Regions from separate parts of the Mus musculus genome. Here all the other regions are linked to region 2. Evidence: chromatin contacts called from public HiChIP or PLAC-seq data. All regions are on one chromosome and are shown on one strand. Each heading gives the region's core, a stretch centred on a gene start, on an enhancer-like site or on the middle of the called end of the contact. The rest is flanking DNA. Distances are from core to core; before and after follow the strand shown.

Region 1 (2,956 bases), core at 45-2,544, 650 kb after region 2:
GAAAATGTGTGCTTAGGGAGATGGCCGGATGCCCGCCTGGGGAAAGTGCCAAGCTGGGTGAATGCTACAGGCAGGGGCTCGGTTTGTTGTTTGCTGGACTTTGAATAGCTGCTAAGAGTCCCTCCAGAGCCTCCAGGCACTGTGGGCCTGTAGAGCCCAAGTCAGGGCAGCTGCCAGCCTTCCCACAGGGGACAGCCCTCCACCGTGCAGGGAGCTGTGTGGATCTGCTCACTGCATGCTTTGGCAGCCTGCTGTGGTTTTGGAATCTCATTTATGATCACGTAGCCCGGTGAGAAAGGTGTGGTTTTGAGAGCTGCAGTGTCATGTGCTTAAAGTCGTTTCTCCAGGTTTCAGGGACAGGACTTGGGTTTGGATCCAGAATAGACTCATAGATCTCGGGGTCCCTTTACTTTCTTAATTAAGCATCGCTGAGGAACTGCGTGAGATGACTTTTCTTTTTGCTGTCCTCATTGTTTGTTTTGTTTTGGGACAGGGTCTCACTTTGTAACTCTGGGTGGCCTGGAGCTCACTATGTAAACCTGGTTGACTTCTCATCCATAAGCCTGCCTCTGTCTCCTGAGTGCAGTGGCTTAAGGGGTGAGTGAAATGTTTTTAAATATGAGTTACACTTGTCAGTACCCAGTGTATTTGCAATAGCAATGGTCTGTGGCATGCATTTAGAATAGGGATGGTGGGAATGCTAATATGCATAGCTTCAAGGTCACCAACATCCTGTCCCTAAGTTAGCACATAGCACAGTTGTTTTGAACAGCTTTGTGGGCACTGTCTTTAGGAAAACACTCATTATCTGTAGGCAATTTGATCTTATCAGTTTTGTCAAAGTTTCTGATTTCCAGCCAAAAGGAAATGCGAACTGGACCCAAGGTGAAGAGCCTCCTTCCCTCCTGTGTCCCTTAATCTTCTGTCTTCTCTTCTGCTTTTATACAGGCATGGAAAAAGAACGGCCACCTGGACTTTATCTCCCAGAGCCTGCACTTGTCTGTCTGTAATAGAAGTGGTGACAGTCCTGCTCCACTTATTTCTGTACCCTGGAGGTGGCACTGGCTATCCCTACCTATCCTGGTCACCCTGGGACTCAGCCACTGCTATGGGACTACCTGAGAGATAGAGAGCCTAGGTTTACCTTCTAGAGTCCCTAAGTCTCAGGCTGTGCACCCAGCCCTTAGGAGAAGGTAACGCCAGCCAGTAGCAGGTGCCCCCGGGGCAGGCTTAAGAGGTGGCCAGTGCCAGGTTGCTCAGTACACAGTTCACGTGCTCCTTGCATTTCAGCCACTGGGGCCTGTGCCAGGGCAAGCAGAACACACAGCCTGGAGTCGCAAGAAGCCCTTCTTTCTTATTCCCTCTTATTAACTAACTTGGGCTTTGCCCCCTCCCTTTCAGGGAATGTTATGAATGGAATGTACAAATTCCAGCCAGAGAGCTCCAGGCCAGGAATGCAGGCCCTGGCGACCTCCCCACCCAGGGTTGCCCTTCAGCCCTTCAGCCTGGGATTGGAGAACAAGTCTCTGCCCTTCTGGTCTGTAACAGATACTTGGGGCAGACACCTGGGAGAGAAGTGAGCCAGGCCAGGAGCCCCCATAGCACCATGGTATGCTATATGGGCCTGGGCCACAGACCATTTACAGTAGGGCACATACAGGGTCTAAGAACACAGCAGGTGATATAATAGACACTCTCAGGCCCACCAACACCATATCCTGCACAAACATTTGCATATGCCAGGGTGTATACTCAGGGTCTTGCACCTACTAACTAGAAGCATGTCATAGACCCTCTGACAGTACGGTGGGGTTCACACCTGCTACAGGCTGTATATCCACATCACAGGGGGGTGTATGTCCAAGGCACAGTGGGCACCCACAGGCATGTACAACAGGAACTCCCCTATAGACAAACCCCACTGCTTGTATCTTCTTAGTGGATAGGTGGGTCCACAGAGGGTCTGATGTCCTGAAATGACAACCCTGCCCCCAGGATGACGGATACTGACTTCTCTCTTTGGCACAGCATTGGGTGTCCAGCCTATCTTCTCAGACCTGAGCCTTTTACTGAGGGTATGTGCAGAGAAAGCTGCGCAGAGAGTGTTGATGGCATGGCCACAGGCTTCCTCCTCAGGTCCTTGGTTTGTGTGTTTGTTTCATAGACTAGAAGTCGTTGCCTAGAGTCGTGGAATGACAACTGAGCCAGCCCCTGGGTCTGACTAGCTGGACTGACCTCCTCCACCCTGGCTCCAGGATGGCTGCTGGCCAGCCCTGGTGTTCACGCCAATTCAGCACCTCTACAGCATACTCCCTGTGGACACTGTGTTCTCCTGCAGGGTATGGAGTAAACACAGGCCTCCTGGCTCCACGGGAGTCAGGGCGTCCTGCCAGGCCTTTCATTCATTCACTCACTCATCCATCCATCTATCCATCCATCCATCCATTCCTCTAGGAATTCTTTACTGAGTGTCTCTGACAGATCAGACATAGCAGGTACTGCATTTAGTTAAGACTTGGTGTGTCTCGGCATCCAGCTTGCAGCTTTATTGTGGTATTACAGCAACTTTAAAACTTCCTATTTTATACACAAATCCTGATTTCCATCTTTTTACTTCCTGCCTGTTCTAGAGTTTGAACCTCGGGGTTTTCTGTGCATTAAATTTGTCTTCTCCCTCTGAGCTGCATCTCCAGCCCCCTCTCTTTTCCTTTAGAAGTGGGCTGGTACCTGCGTTCACACCTTCTAACTCTTCAGAGGTTTATATGGCTGAGCCTCTTTCTCACAAGCTCTCCCATTGGCTCTGCCCCACACCCTTCCCAGCCTCATCAGGATGATACAGTCTTTCCTGTGGGACATTAGAAGTCCTTGCCGGAGGAAAGCCATTGATTCCCTCCGGGAGCCTACCCTACCTGCACCAACTACTCTTGGACACAGAACTTCATGTGTGCTTGAAATA
Region 2 (3,015 bases), core at 366-2,865:
ATTTAAAATGAAGAGAGTACATGTAATTTATTCTTTTGCCAACTTGTCTCCTTCCATCATCCAAGGTTTGATTTATTTCCTTTTTTTAAAAAACCCTAAAATCCTGTGCTATTCAAGTATGAACAATGACTTTTCCAGGTCTGGAATGTCTGTTTACCATTGACACATTTCTGTGAATTGGTCTCTTAAAACATTGAGTGACACACATACTGTCATTTATATGAAAACACACAGGCCTTAATTTGACAATTCACCTCTAATGTAAAAGCATATTTCAAGCTCATCTCTTTATGGCATCAGCTAATACTAAAATTTATATGTCTGATCTATTATGTACATTCATACATTTGCAGTCACAGGAAACTCTCTCTAGGAGACACAACACTGGAGCTGCCTTTGCAGCTTAGTGCCAGAAGTAAGCATGGTGCTGGCAGCATCTTCAGCAAGAACTTTGCTTTCCCAGGAGAGTCTGAGAACAAGAATCATATGTGTAAAGAGTGGAATTCAATTGGTGTGCAAGACATGTTTGTCACAATGTTTTATTATTGATAATTATATTCCGGTATATTTATATTCTCATCATTATTTGATATAGGGGGAATAATTTAAATGTGTGTGTGTGTGCGCGTGCGCACGTGTGTTCATGTCTGTGAATATAGGCACCTATGCATCATCCTATGCATGTAGAGGCCAGATTTCAACCTATTACACTTGTCCTGACTTTCCACTTTGTTTCTGTTGGTTCTCTTGTTATTCTCTACTATGTGGGCCAGGCTAAGTAACACAGAGTTTCTGGGAATTCACTACCCATTTGCCCATAAGAACTCTGGGGGTGAAAGATGCCTGCTACTCTGTGATATGTGGATGCTCAGGTTTTTTTTGTGCAGTGAATACTTTATCCACTGAACCTCAGCGTCACTAGGGATAATGCTGTATCTGTATGAAGATAATATGTCTTTATTATTAGGAAGTACCAAAAACATACAAAAATGCTATTTGAAATCTCTAGTTACTCAATAAGTGCTAGTGAGTGCGTACACATCAAATGTTCCACAAATACACAGATTTATGACACTTGTTTCCCTGCTGAATTAAAAATCTACCCATAAAGCAAAAACAAAAAAATGTCACTTTTTTCTTGAACCTAAAAATGGCATTGCATTTTGTGTGTCTCTGTCTAACTATATTGTCACCCTATATCTGTCAAGTCACATAAAACTTACTTTTCTCTCATTGAGTTATCTTAACTTTGCACAACAAATTCATAGTTTGTCTACATTCCACAGTTGCTGAAATCAACCAGTCATGAGACAAGCAAGCTGAAGCTGAAAGACCCCTGCAGTGGGGAGACCCTCACTCAAGTCTAGGGATATCTCGATGCCCAAGATCTCACAAGAGACGGATCTTGATGCAATCAGCAAGAGGTTTATTCAGGAACTAGTGCACTGGGGACAACTTGTCTACCACACAGGGACAGAGGTGTTTGACCACAAGCTCAAGGGGTAAGAGGTTTATAAAGGCAAAAACTGCAAACACCTGACAATAACTGACAGCATTGGGCAAACTAGCCAGTTTGCATAATGGGTTCAAAGAACGGTCAAGGCATTCTTTTTGTACAAACATTTCCTGGAACAAAGGAGTGGTTGGGTGGAGGAATGTCACCATCTGTTTTGCGGTTAGCATATCCTGGAACATTGGGTCACAAAGTTCACCTTCTCAGGTTCCTGTCTAGGGCCCTTAATTTTTCCACTCTCTATCACAATCTTTCATTCCCCACTTCTTCTTGTAAGTAGTTCTAATCTTAGAACTAGACATCATCTTTTTTCTGATGCTTCTGATCTTTTAAGGTATGATACTGTTGTCTCAAGACTAAAAGCTGCACTGCACTAACTCTTTCTCTAATAAAGACAACTAACCTTTTAAAATCCAGGGATTTATCATAAGAAGCAATAATAGGGTCAATAGTGGTCCCATCAAAGTGGTCATCCATGGAGTTTTATTAAACCAACTTTTAAACCATCCTTGACTGGCGTCTCTTTCTTTCTGCTTTTTATCTAGTCTTTCTCTTAACTTATCCATGGAATCTCTAATTGTTCCTGAGTGATCTACATTAAACAACATTCTTCTTTTAAGGCAGCACATAATCCTCCTTCCTTTAATAACAGCAGGTCTAAACCTCTCCTATTCTGTAACACAACTTCAGACAATGAGGCGACCAACTCCTCTAGCTCTGACAAAGATTGTTCCAAAGCCCTCAAATCTTGATTTATAGCAGACCTAAGTTCATTAAAATAATGGGCATCTAGATCAAAGCAGTGGTATCCGTACCCACCCATGTGGCCACTCCTAGTCCTAAGATGACTGCTAGAGTCAGGGTTACTGGTTTTCTGTGAAACCTGGTAACATGCTTGTCATAGATATTTTTAAGGGTGCTGGCTAGGAGATAGAGTACTCTAAGAACTAACTGAACAAGCACACAATAATCTTTGGAATTATCAAAGATAGCAGTAGATACACAGGGAATTAATCCAGTATTGCAAGCCCATCACTTGTGTAACCCAGGAAACAAGTATCTGGTATCTGATGTCTTATGGCTCTTTAGGGTTTCATTGCAGAGATGTTGATGATTTTGGGGCCGGGTTCCAATGCAAGTGCCAAAGCCAGAAACCTGGGTTAGGGTGATTTTATGATGTTGTCCCCACATGCAGGCCTCATGGGTTGTAGTACTATTAAATCCTCCTAAAACAGCAGTTCCCTCATAATAAGGAGGTCCCGAGGCCAGGCATAGCCAGCAGGACTTGATCAAGTCCAGGCTAGTCTTAATCACACTCAAGGCCCCCTGGACTAAATTTAACAACCTCTGTCCAGTCTGGGGAAAGGTGGTGGCTGTAGGGGCCTCTAGAGGGGCCAAACTAACCTTGGAGGGAGTAGTAAAAGTAGGAGGCAGAGGTGGCCTTCTTGGGGGTAGTGGGGCTGGAGCACTTTGTTCAGCCAACACCTTATTAGGACCCACAG
Region 3 (3,030 bases), core at 520-3,019, 700 kb after region 2:
TTCTTTTCTTCCCTTTCTATAGGAGAAGGTGTCAGCCCCCTATGGGAGGAGGTAGACCCCTCCCAAGAGTGGCAGGGGCCAGGGACCAGCTCCCAGGGTATCCTCTGTGACACTTTCTATCAGACTGATACTTTCCTCGTATCTTCCAGGACCCTCATTCATGGAGATAAGAAAGGAGGCTTCACTATCTTCTGGGCTGATGACGGTCTGGACACTGGTGACCTTCTGCTGCAGAAGGAGTGTGACGTGCTTCCAGATGACACCGTGAGCACGCTGTACAACCGTTTCCTCTTCCCAGAGGGCATCAAAGGGATGGTAAGACTGAAGGCTGGCCACGCCTGCCCTCCCATCACATACCTGCCCTGACACAGTCTCTAGACTCTTGGCTCCATTGCCCTTCCTGATCGCCACTGGCCAGGCATACACACTCAATTTCAGGACTCGTGAAAGAGGGCACTCACTCTTTAGGACCTCAAAGGGATGGGATGATGAACGTGAAGGAACTGTGGGCAGAGTAGGCAGAGCCCAACTCAAGAGGGTGTTAGCCCAAAAGGCACTTTGGTTGGAGTCATTGACTAGACAAGTCCAGACACAGGGTGGGCCAGGTGTGGTTGAATCCAAAAGCCTCTAAGTCTTTGGATTCTCACGTCTCAATTTGGTCCTTTTTCTGTTTAGTTCATTTTATCCTCAGGTCAGATGTCCTGCATGACATGAAAGATCCTTGACTCCTATGTCTAAGCTTCCATGGGGTGAGAAACCCCATTTCTCCAAGATATATGGCTGAAAGATCAAGGAAGACTCTGATTGGACATTATGGGTCATGTGGTTATGCTGACTCAGTTGTTGGCCTGAGCAACAAGAATACTCTGACTTGTGGGGACTCTATAAACATCAGGGCCTGCAGAGTGTCGATCCAAGAGAAGCAAGAAGGAAATTGGGTTCAGTATGACTCAGTAGCCAGTGTTGGTTCACACTTCATGTTTATTTTAGGCACATTTAAGAACAGCACAATTTGGTGAAAAAAGACTTCCTGGTGATATTTAATTCAATCCTGTGTGTACAATAAAAGCTTAAGACATGACTACAGCGAAGCCCTGCTTTGTAAAGTACATGTGACACCTGTCATAAAGATGGGTTGTGTAGATTGAGTGAGGGAAAACAAGTTCATGATAAGGGTCTGGGGAAGGATGTGGTGTGGTCCCAGCCACATAGATAGCATAGCACAAATGTCACCAGGCTATTTACCATGTCCTTTCCCAGCCTTCTGGGCAGACAACCGGTTATTAAACATCTCTCCATCTAAAGGGACAACCCTGCATGGTTTTTGTTTGGTTGGTTTTTTTAGTTTTTAGAGGCAGGGTTTCTCTGTGTAGCTCTGGCTGTCCTGGAACTCACTCTTTAGAGTAGACTGGCCTCAAGCTCAAGAGATCCACTTGCTCTTGCTTCCTGAGTGCTGGGATTAAAGGTGAGCACTATAACTGCAGGCTAACCCTGCTTGTTTAACATTCCTCATTTCCCTAGTCCTTATCTCTGAACACAAGGACCTCTGCCTCCTACACTGATTGGCTGCTTCGGTGATATGCATCCTGCTGTGATCAATTGGGGAAGATAGCCACTTAATTGCAGTGGTGTTCCAGACTCTCCACTGGGCAGGGCTGTGGAAAGACAAGGAAGGACACAGTGCCCCCAGGAGGTCCTAGTGTGTATATTGTTCCTGTAGGGTAGGCTAGTGAGAGAGGACCAAAGCCCTTGATAATCAGGCCAGGATGTTTTACAGACAAAGAGCCTTGTCACATGGCAGTGAGCAAGGTGTCAGTCACCAGACCACTGCAAGCCCTGAGCCATCTGCCCCTCACCACAGTCTGTTTTCACATCAGCTGCCTTTTTGTCTTTAATGTTTTCACTGTGTGTTAAACAGTAGTGAGCAAAGCTGCCTTGTTGAATACTTAGCCTGAGATGAGAGGACTTCACATTCCACAGCAAATGACTCAGATGGCCATTAGAGACAGAGTATCCAAGGCAACCACTGGTCACATGTGTCTACTTAAATTAATTATAATTAATTTCCGTTCAGGAATTTGGGGATGGGAATCTAGCTCTGTAGTATAGTGATTACTTTGTATGTTTCATCTCCTGCATTATAACACACACACACACACACACACACACACACACACACCTACCTTTGAAGTCCCCAGGAGCTGGCAATTGTACAGGATTGTACAAACACAGCCCATGTTTATCACTATAGTGTATTTCAACAGGCAACCCTCCCTGCATTACAGTTCTGATGCCCTATTTTTTTCTTTAATTTTTTTCTATTTATTTATTTTACATGTGTGAGCATTTGCCTGCTTGTATATATGTGCACCATGGATATTAGAAGAGGGCATCAGATCCCATAGAAGTAGAGTTATAGGAGGTTGTATGCTGTCATGTGAGTGCTGGGAATGGAACCCAGGTCTTCTCACAAGAACACCCAGTGCCCTTAACTACCGAGCCACCTCCCCAGCCCCATGGCATTCTATTTCTTGTCAACAATAGCTCCTTTGGGTCCTCCTCAGGATGGGTTACAGCCTCCTTTTCACTCCTTGATTCAGACCCCAGAGAAGTTACTTTACTACAGATGTCGAAGCCCACATCAGGGCTTGAGAGCTATTCTCCTTCAAGAAGGTTCCAGACAGCAACCCATAGGCTTGTGTGTCTGTTATCCCCAGTGGGGTCTGGTTGTTTCCTCCCCTAGAGATCTAGAGCATCTATAATCTAAGAGGATGTGTTGCTGATGGTCTGTGTGCCATTCCACTCTCCCCAAATCCTGTCACCCATACCCTGTGTCCCTGTGTCCATGCTGTAGGCTTCTCAGGTGCCTGCAGGGTGAGGACCAGGACTGGATGTGGGTGGGACGCTGATGCTGGGGAAGCTGACTGGAGTCTCCTTTGCAGGTTCAGGCTGTGCGACTGATTGCAGAGGGCACAGCCCCACGCCGTCCCCAGCCTGAGGAAGGAGCCACCTATGAGGGCATTCAGAAAA

The links. HiChIP or PLAC-seq counts read pairs in DNA pulled down with a chosen protein or histone mark.
Region 1: a contact with region 2 is called in an HNF4G HiChIP or PLAC-seq map of pancreatic cancer cells. The contact joins two enhancer-like sites. A contact is called at or near these places in 1 of 39 promoter capture datasets (embryonic stem cells) and 2 of 115 datasets of contacts at active chromatin or transcription factors (embryonic stem cells and pancreatic cancer cells).
Region 3: a contact with region 2 is called in a FOXA1 HiChIP or PLAC-seq map of pancreatic cancer cells. The contact joins two enhancer-like sites. A contact is called at or near these places in 1 of 39 promoter capture datasets (embryonic stem cells) and 1 of 115 datasets of contacts at active chromatin or transcription factors (pancreatic cancer cells).

Annotation. Positions count from the first base shown.
Region 1 is chr6:90,506,992-90,509,947 of GRCm38.p6, forward strand. No RefSeq gene overlaps it. Among named protein-coding and RNA genes, the nearest start is that of Aldh1l1, 42 kb to the right of the region's middle. Within about 2 kb of position 1,295, at least 159 of the 459 cell types and tissues checked have an H3K27ac peak or open chromatin away from gene starts, as enhancers often do. A contact at or near this core is called in pancreatic cancer cells, where this site is marked.
Region 2 is chr6:89,858,431-89,861,445 of GRCm38.p6, forward strand. No RefSeq gene overlaps it. Among named protein-coding and RNA genes, the nearest start is that of Vmn1r43, 11 kb to the right of the region's middle. Within about 2 kb of position 1,616, at least 22 of the 459 cell types and tissues checked have an H3K27ac peak or open chromatin away from gene starts, as enhancers often do. A contact at or near this core is called in pancreatic cancer cells, where this site is marked.
Region 3 is chr6:90,559,677-90,562,706 of GRCm38.p6, forward strand. Aldh1l1 (aldehyde dehydrogenase 1 family, member L1) reads left to right here. Exons shown (of 23, transcript NM_027406.2): 4 at 150-315; 5 at 2,943-3,030. Among named protein-coding and RNA genes, the nearest start is that of Aldh1l1, 10 kb to the left of the region's middle. Within about 2 kb of position 1,770, at least 85 of the 459 cell types and tissues checked have an H3K27ac peak or open chromatin away from gene starts, as enhancers often do. A contact at or near this core is called in pancreatic cancer cells, where this site is marked.